2 separate regions of the Oryctolagus cuniculus genome follow, and region 1 is linked to region 2. Evidence: chromatin contacts called from public Hi-C data. All regions are on one chromosome and are shown on one strand. Each heading gives the region's core, a stretch centred on a gene start, on an enhancer-like site or on the middle of the called end of the contact. The rest is flanking DNA. Distances are from core to core; before and after follow the strand shown. Region 1 overlaps SPTBN2 (spectrin beta, non-erythrocytic 2). Region 2 overlaps TOP6BL (TOP6B like initiator of meiotic double strand breaks).

Evidence for each region. Hi-C and Micro-C count contacts between places; a contact is called where the count stands out from the background.
Region 1: a Hi-C map of skin fibroblasts shows a contact between it and region 2, with 1.8 times the contacts expected there. The contact joins two enhancer-like sites. A contact is called at or near these places in 3 of 6 Hi-C or Micro-C datasets (ear pinna, skin fibroblasts and an unstated tissue).

Annotation. Positions count from the first base shown.
Region 1 is chr1:5,233,610-5,236,704 of mOryCun1.1, reverse strand. SPTBN2 (spectrin beta, non-erythrocytic 2) reads right to left here. Exons shown (of 38, transcript XM_051826457.2): 31 at 2,799-2,995; 32 at 2,450-2,586; 33 at 2,284-2,359; 34 at 2,156-2,206; 35 at 1,758-1,978; 36 at 1,420-1,593; 37 at 898-940; 38 at 1-619. The coding sequence ends at 386. Among named protein-coding and RNA genes, the nearest start is that of LARK, 7.1 kb to the left of the region's middle. Within about 2 kb of position 1,379, at least 4 of the 8 cell types and tissues checked have an H3K27ac peak or open chromatin away from gene starts, as enhancers often do.
Region 2 is chr1:5,093,972-5,097,494 of mOryCun1.1, reverse strand. The region is part of intron 13 of TOP6BL (TOP6B like initiator of meiotic double strand breaks); the gene reads left to right. Among named protein-coding and RNA genes, the nearest start is that of RCE1, 6.1 kb to the right of the region's middle. Within about 2 kb of position 2,139, at least 3 of the 8 cell types and tissues checked have an H3K27ac peak or open chromatin away from gene starts, as enhancers often do.

The DNA of each region.
Region 1 (3,095 bases), core at 130-2,629, 140 kb before region 2:
GCTGGGTGGCGGATGGCTTGCCGGAGCTGTGGTGGGAGAAGGGTGGCGAGGCCGGGGCGCACGGCCCCCTGCCCCGTGGCCTACGTCATCCGCATGGCAGCGGGGGTGGAGGCATAAGGTGGGGCCGGAGGGAAGAGGGGCGAGTGGGAGGGAGGATTGGGGGCTGCCTGGGTCCCACCACCAGTCTGGAGTCAAACAGCGGAAGAGGGCTGCTCCTGGGAACACGGGCTTGTCCCAAGTGACAGTCCCTGGTGGTGGGCTGGCCTTGGCAACGAACCCTAGCAGCAGGCAGTTGTCCTGACGAGAGGGCGGTCCCTATCGACAGTCCTGGCAGTTTCCTGAACGCGGAGGGGAGCCGGCCTGGCGGGATCTCGCCTGCCCTCAGCTACTTGTTCTTCTTGAAGAAGCTGAAACGCTTCTCTCGCTCTCGTTCTCGGCCATCCTTGCCGCGCAGCACGACGGGCCCCTCGGCCCCGGCCGGGGACACGGGGGGCATGGTCATGGCCCGGGTCATGCCTCGAGTGCCGCTGGGCGCTGCTGGCTCCTCCGGCTCTCCAGAGGCCGAGGAGGCGGCGGCAATGGCCGCGTTCACCACGCGCAGCCACGAGCTCATCTCCGCCTGCAGGGGACGCACAGGCAACGGGTCAGCTCCACGGACACGGCGCGGGGGCAGCAGGCAGGGTCAAGGGAGGAGGAGGGGAAGGAAGAACGCCGGTTTGACCCCTGGCACACGGGGAGCGAGCTTGGGTGCGACCGTCACGGCTGCCCAGCTGGCACACCGTGGGCTGTTGGGCTGCACGGGGCACGCAGCCCAAGACAGAGAGAGGCAAGGAAAGGAAGCGCCCCGGGAGACGGGCCCGGGGAGACGGGGAGAGGGGGCGAGGAGGGGCAGCTCACCTCATCCTTGGCCTGGAATAAATACTCTTTTCCATCCTGTAAGCTGTTGGGAGAGAAGCCACAGGGCAGAGCTGAGTGCAGTGCTGGTGAGGGTTCAGCTACGGCCCGCAGCCAGGCCGGGAGCCCTCAGAGCCAGATCAGACACGCTTCGCACATTCCTCAGATTCCCAGGAAGCAACTGTGCAGAAGCGAGTCCTTTCCGATTGGCTGCAGACGGCCTGGGTGAGCTCACTTCATCCCAGGCCTCGCCGCCTGCTTGGCCACTTGCCGGCAGGCAGGGGCAGGCCCGGGGCGGGAGGCGGGGGCGTGCCGGGACCCTGCCCTGGAGGACTTCTCAGCCTCAACCCTACTTCCCCTGCCCCCCTCACTGTAGGACGCAGGCAGAGCCGCTGCCCGCCCCGCCCCGTGGCCCCGCCCCGTGCCCGGCTGGTGTCGGCACCCCTGGCTGGGCCGAGCCCACGGTCCACCTGGCGTCCCTCCCAACTTCCCCGTCCATCCCCGGAACGCCAGCCCCTGCCCTACCCCAGCTTGAAGACATGCTTGCGCTTCCGGTAGTCAAAGGCCACGCTGCCCTGGGCCCTGGCCAGGCTGACGGGCACTTCCCCGTGGTACGGCACTCCCGCACCGGCCGCCTTCGCGTCCTTGTAGAAGCCCAGGCTCCCGCGCCGCAGGACACAGTACACGTTCTGCCAGGACCTGGGAGGCACACGGCGAACCCCGCGAGGACTCGGTGCGGCCCGTCCCCTGGGGCTCCCTTGGGCATCCTCGAGTTTCTGGCTCCACCCGCCGTCTCCAGGCCCCGTCCGGTCCTCAGCCCTGCCTCTCCCCAAGAGGACACCCCGAGAGGCCCCGCGTGGTACCTGTTGGCCGCCTTCTTGCCGAAGGCCTCCATCTCCTGCTTGCGACATAGCATGCCTTCCATCTGCTCCTGGGCCGAGAGCTCCGGGCCACGAGCCGGCAGGGTGGCCGCCTGCGCGGCCTCCGACGACCTGCTCTGGGGCAGTGTGGGCGCGGCCGGGCCGCGGGGCCGGGCCTGCTGCTCTCCCTGCAGCCCGTTGACTTCATCCCCCGCGCCAGCCCCCTGGGAGGGAAAAGCTGCGTGAGCCTCGGAGGACGCCGCGGGAGGTGCCTGGCCCCGCGCGACCGCCTAGAGCCATTCCCCCCTCGGCCTCTGCCCGCTCCCCTCCCAGGCCTCGCACGGCCCCCTCTGTCGCTGCATCTCCCCGTCGGCAACACCCGCACCTCCAGGGACACTCACAGGGCCTACCGGGAAGCTGCCCGGCTCCAGTCTCTGCTGTGCCAACAGGGGCTGCGAGGACAAGGGGCCGTGAGCAGTGTGCCTGGGGCCGGGGCGCCAACGGGGCACACGGAGGCCGCGGGGGCTACCTGTGAGGCTTCGGCGTCCGTGCAGACCCCGTTCACGCTGGGCGCCTGTGTGGGTGCTGGCGGCTGCGGCTGAGCTCTGGAAAGGCCGAAGGTGACACCTGACCGTCAGTCTCCGGTTTGCGCGGGCTCAGCCGCCGCCTCCTCTCCCGGGAGTCCCAGCTCTCACCGGTCCCAGGCAGCGTCGGCAGGCGTCTGGCCGTCCCCCAGGCTCTCGGTGGGCAGACCTGTCGGGTGCTCGGCGGCAGGGGGCCGCTTCCGCCGTTCCTCCTCCTCCTGCTTCCTCTTCTTCTCTCGCTCCTCCAGCTGTCAAGGAACGCCTGACTTCAGAGACGTGTCTCGGCCCGGGCCAGCGCCACGGGGCAGTGGAGAAGAGGGAAGCAGGCGGGGCGTTTTAGTGTGGCCCAGGGAGACGGGTGGCTCCTAACGGGGCGCCCTCGGCTCACGGCTGGGGGGGGGGGGCGCTGCAGCAGGGCGAGAAGGGAGCACAGGCCTGAGCCCGGGGGCCCAGCCCTCACCGCCGTGAGCTTCTCCAGTGCGCTGAAGCGCTCCTCCCAGGCCACCGCCGACTTCTGGAAGGCTTCGTGCCGCTTGATGAGGCTCTCGACCTCGTCGACCGTACAGCCCAGCTCCGCGCTCCGCACCAGGGGCTCCTGGCTGCACAGCCAGGCCTCTGCCATCCCCGCGTCTCTCCCAAACATGAGCACCTCCAGAACTGCCGGGATCGGGGTCACGGGGAGACGGCAGGTCAGCGTGGGGCTGGGAGCCGCGGCAGCCTCCGGAACGGGGCACAGAGAGAGCCACCGCCCCCGAGA
Region 2 (3,523 bases), core at 890-3,389:
AAAACTCAACCTAAAAAATGACAGAAAAATAAGGAAAAAGAAGAAAAGATAATACAAATAGGAAACAGTTATCAAAATGATATATTTGAACCCTGCCATATCAATTATGACAATAAGTTTAAGTGGTCTAAACAATTCAATTAAAAAGCAGAGGTTGTTAGATTGGATAAGGAGACAAGAGCCAACTACATTCAATCTTCAAGAATTCCACTTTCAATATAAAAGAAGATTTTTTTAAAATGTTTTATATATGTTATATTTATGTATTTGAAAGTCAGAATTAAAGACAGGTTGACAGAGAGTCTGCAACTACTGATTCACTCCTCAAATGGTCACAACAGCCAGGTCCGAGCCAGGCTGAAGCCAAGAGCCTGGAACCCTGTTGGATCTCCCACATGGGTGGCAGGGGCCCAAGTACTTGGTCCGTCTTCCACTGTTTCCCCAGGTGCATTAGCAGGAAGCTGGATCCAAAGTGGAACAACCAGGACTCAAACTGGCACTCATGGGATGCCAGCCATCATTGCAGGCAGAGGCTGAACCCACTGTGTCACATTGCCAGCCCCCATAAAACGAGTCTTAAGGAGAGAAAAAGATGCGCAGGGCCGGCGCTGTGGCACAGCAGGTAAAGCCACTGCCTGTGATGCTGGCATCTCATATGGGCGCTGGTTTGAGTCCTGCTGTAGGCATTTGGAGCGTGAACCAGCAGATGGAAGTTTATCTTGATGTGGTGATGTTTCACAAGTATGTACGTATGTCAGAACTGAAGTCTGCACTTTATTTACACACACAAGCACACACACACAGCTTGCCAGTTATATAGCAATAGAGTTGTTATTAAAGAATTATGCGCCCGTGTCTGAGAGACTAACAGTCTGCAGCACCTCCTCTACATCTTTTCTCCTCCTATCTCTACTGCCTGATTGGATGAGCAAGTTTTGGTGTCTTGGCACCCAAGGATCGTGGCATCCCGTGGATTTGCCATCCTCCTCTTGGGTGTAGCCCAAAAGGCAAGGCCAGTGGAAACCTGCTTGTAAGTGCACCCTTGACCACACCTTTTTTCATGGCTCTGTGTCCCTTCTACGGCGCTTTTTCCTTGGATTGTGTCTGCTGTTCCTTTCACCTGGTTCCCTGCAAATACTCTGGCCAGTTTCCCTTGAACTTGGAGGGCTGCTGCCCAGACCTTGAGCAAATAAAGCCAAGACCCATTGTGTCAGTCCCCTAGGGATTCTGTAAGAAACTGCCATCATCATGATGACTCAAAAACAACACACTTATTCTCTCACATTTATTCTCTGAAGTCCACAAGTCCAAAACCAGGGTGTTGGCAGGGCCACGTTTCCCCCAAGGGTGGGAGGGGAAAACCCTTCCTGGCCTCTTCCGGCTTCTGGTGGGAAGTGTTCCTTGGGCTGCGGTTTGTGTAATTCCAGTCTGTACCTCCATCTTTAGCCTTTCCCCATGTATCTTTCAAATCTCCCTCTGCGTTTTAAGGACATCTGTCATTGGACTTGAGGCTCACCCCAAGTCCAGGATGATCCAATCTCAGGATTGCTCATTATATCCACAAAGACCCTTTTCCCAGATAAGCTTACGGTCACAGGTTCTGGGGCTGTAACTTGGACATGGTGGGAGTACTGCAGCTATCCACATCTTCAGCTTTCTGGGGTAGGTTTAGGGTAGGTCACGGACCATTGTAGGACCCAGGGCCTAGGGCTCTTCAGCCTGTGAAGTTCTTTGCTTGGGCTTCTCTGATATCCCAGTGAGATCTCAAAGATAAGGATGTGACCTCTTTCACCCAGTTCCCTGGCTGCAGTGATGGCCGACAGCTCCAGGGCTATCCATAGCCGAGCTCACTTGGCAGATGGCTCACGACCTCAGGGTCTCACCAGAGGTAACAGGTCTTGGGAGGAAGTCCCCGACCTGTGCAAGGGTTTGCACATTAATGTCTGTAAAGATGTTTCTAGTGAGATCATAGTTTCACAGCTGAGGATGTGTATTGAGACCTCCTGGCTCCTGAGCCTAACACTGCTACCATGCAGGACTGGAAGGTGAGTCCAGGGACTGAGAGAGATTGGGGCCATCCAGGAGGGCCCATGTTTCCTGTGGTAATGGCCATTCAGAGATAGCTGACTTGTTAGTGGCTTAAGAGAGACACCCAGTGGTTTCAGCGAAGAACTACAAGATTGAGGATGGAGAGTCAAGATTCTTCCAGCTCTGGGCCAGTTCCTGTTTCCATTTCCAAACAGGAAGGTGGAACAGCACACCACCCATAGTGTTCGCGGAGAAATGGAAGAAGTAAGGGGAAACATGTTTAGCATTTTATAGAAAGCATTCTGGGAAAGGCCATGTGAGCATGGATTCCAGCCTGAGTACTGGACCAGAGTGGGCTTGGTGTTACAGACGAGGGTGGAACTGAGCTGAAGCTGCAACAGGGCGGCGGCTGCCCAGGAAGGGCGTTGTTTCCTGGGGGGTGAGGGTGGGCTCCAAGGAGGTGCATCCTGAGCACGGGGCTGTCTCTTCTGGGCCCAGATGCGAATGAAGGGGAAGTCCTCTGAGGCTCAGAGCTTATATCCCAATGCGGCTCGTTCCTTGGCAAGACCAAGGATAGGAGAAAGGTGTATCTATTGAGAATTTTCAGATTAGAGTGAATTTTTAAAAATTGAGGGTAAGCGTTGTAGCACACCAAGTTACCCATTGCTTGGGATGCCTGCATCCCGTATCAGAGTGCCTGGGATAAACACACACCTCCACTTCCGGTCCAGCGTCCTGCTAACACACACACTGGGAGGCAGCAGATGATGGCCCAAGTACTTGGGTTTCTGCCACCCATCTGGGCAACCTGGGTGGAGTTCCCGGATTCTGGCTCCCGCCGGCCCAGCCCTGACTGTTGTAGGCATTGGAGAGTGAACCAGCAGATGGAAGATTTCTGTTTCCCTCTTTTGCTCTGCATTTCAAATTAATAAATTTTAAAATGCTTTATCAAAAAAAGTTGGGAAGTTTCCTAATACTGTTTTCCTTCATACCCTTAAGGTGCCTGCCCCTTCAGTGTTAGTTAGAATGTAGAAATTGAAACTTGTTTTAGTAAACAATACATGGTAGAATACTTGAGATACAATTTATACACTGTAAAATTGTCCATTTTGAAGTGTCCAGTCCAGTGGTTGTCAGCAAATTCACCGTGTCATGCAGCTACCATCACTTAGTTCTAGAACACGTCCATCACACCAAAGGAAAACAACACCATTAACAGTTAGCTCCAGCGCCCCTCCGCCTCCCACCCCTGGCCACCACTAATCTACTTTCTGTATCTCTGGCTTTGCTTATTCTGAAATTTTTTTTTTTTTTTGACAGGCAGAGTGGACAGTGAGAGAGAGAGACAGAGAGAAAGGTCTTCCTTTGCCGTTGGTTCACCCTCCAATGGCCGCCGAGGCCGGCGCGCTGCGGCCGGCACACCGCGCTGATCCGATGGCAGGAGCCAGGAGCCAGGTGCTTTTCCTGGTCTCCCATGGGGTGCAGGGCCCAAGCA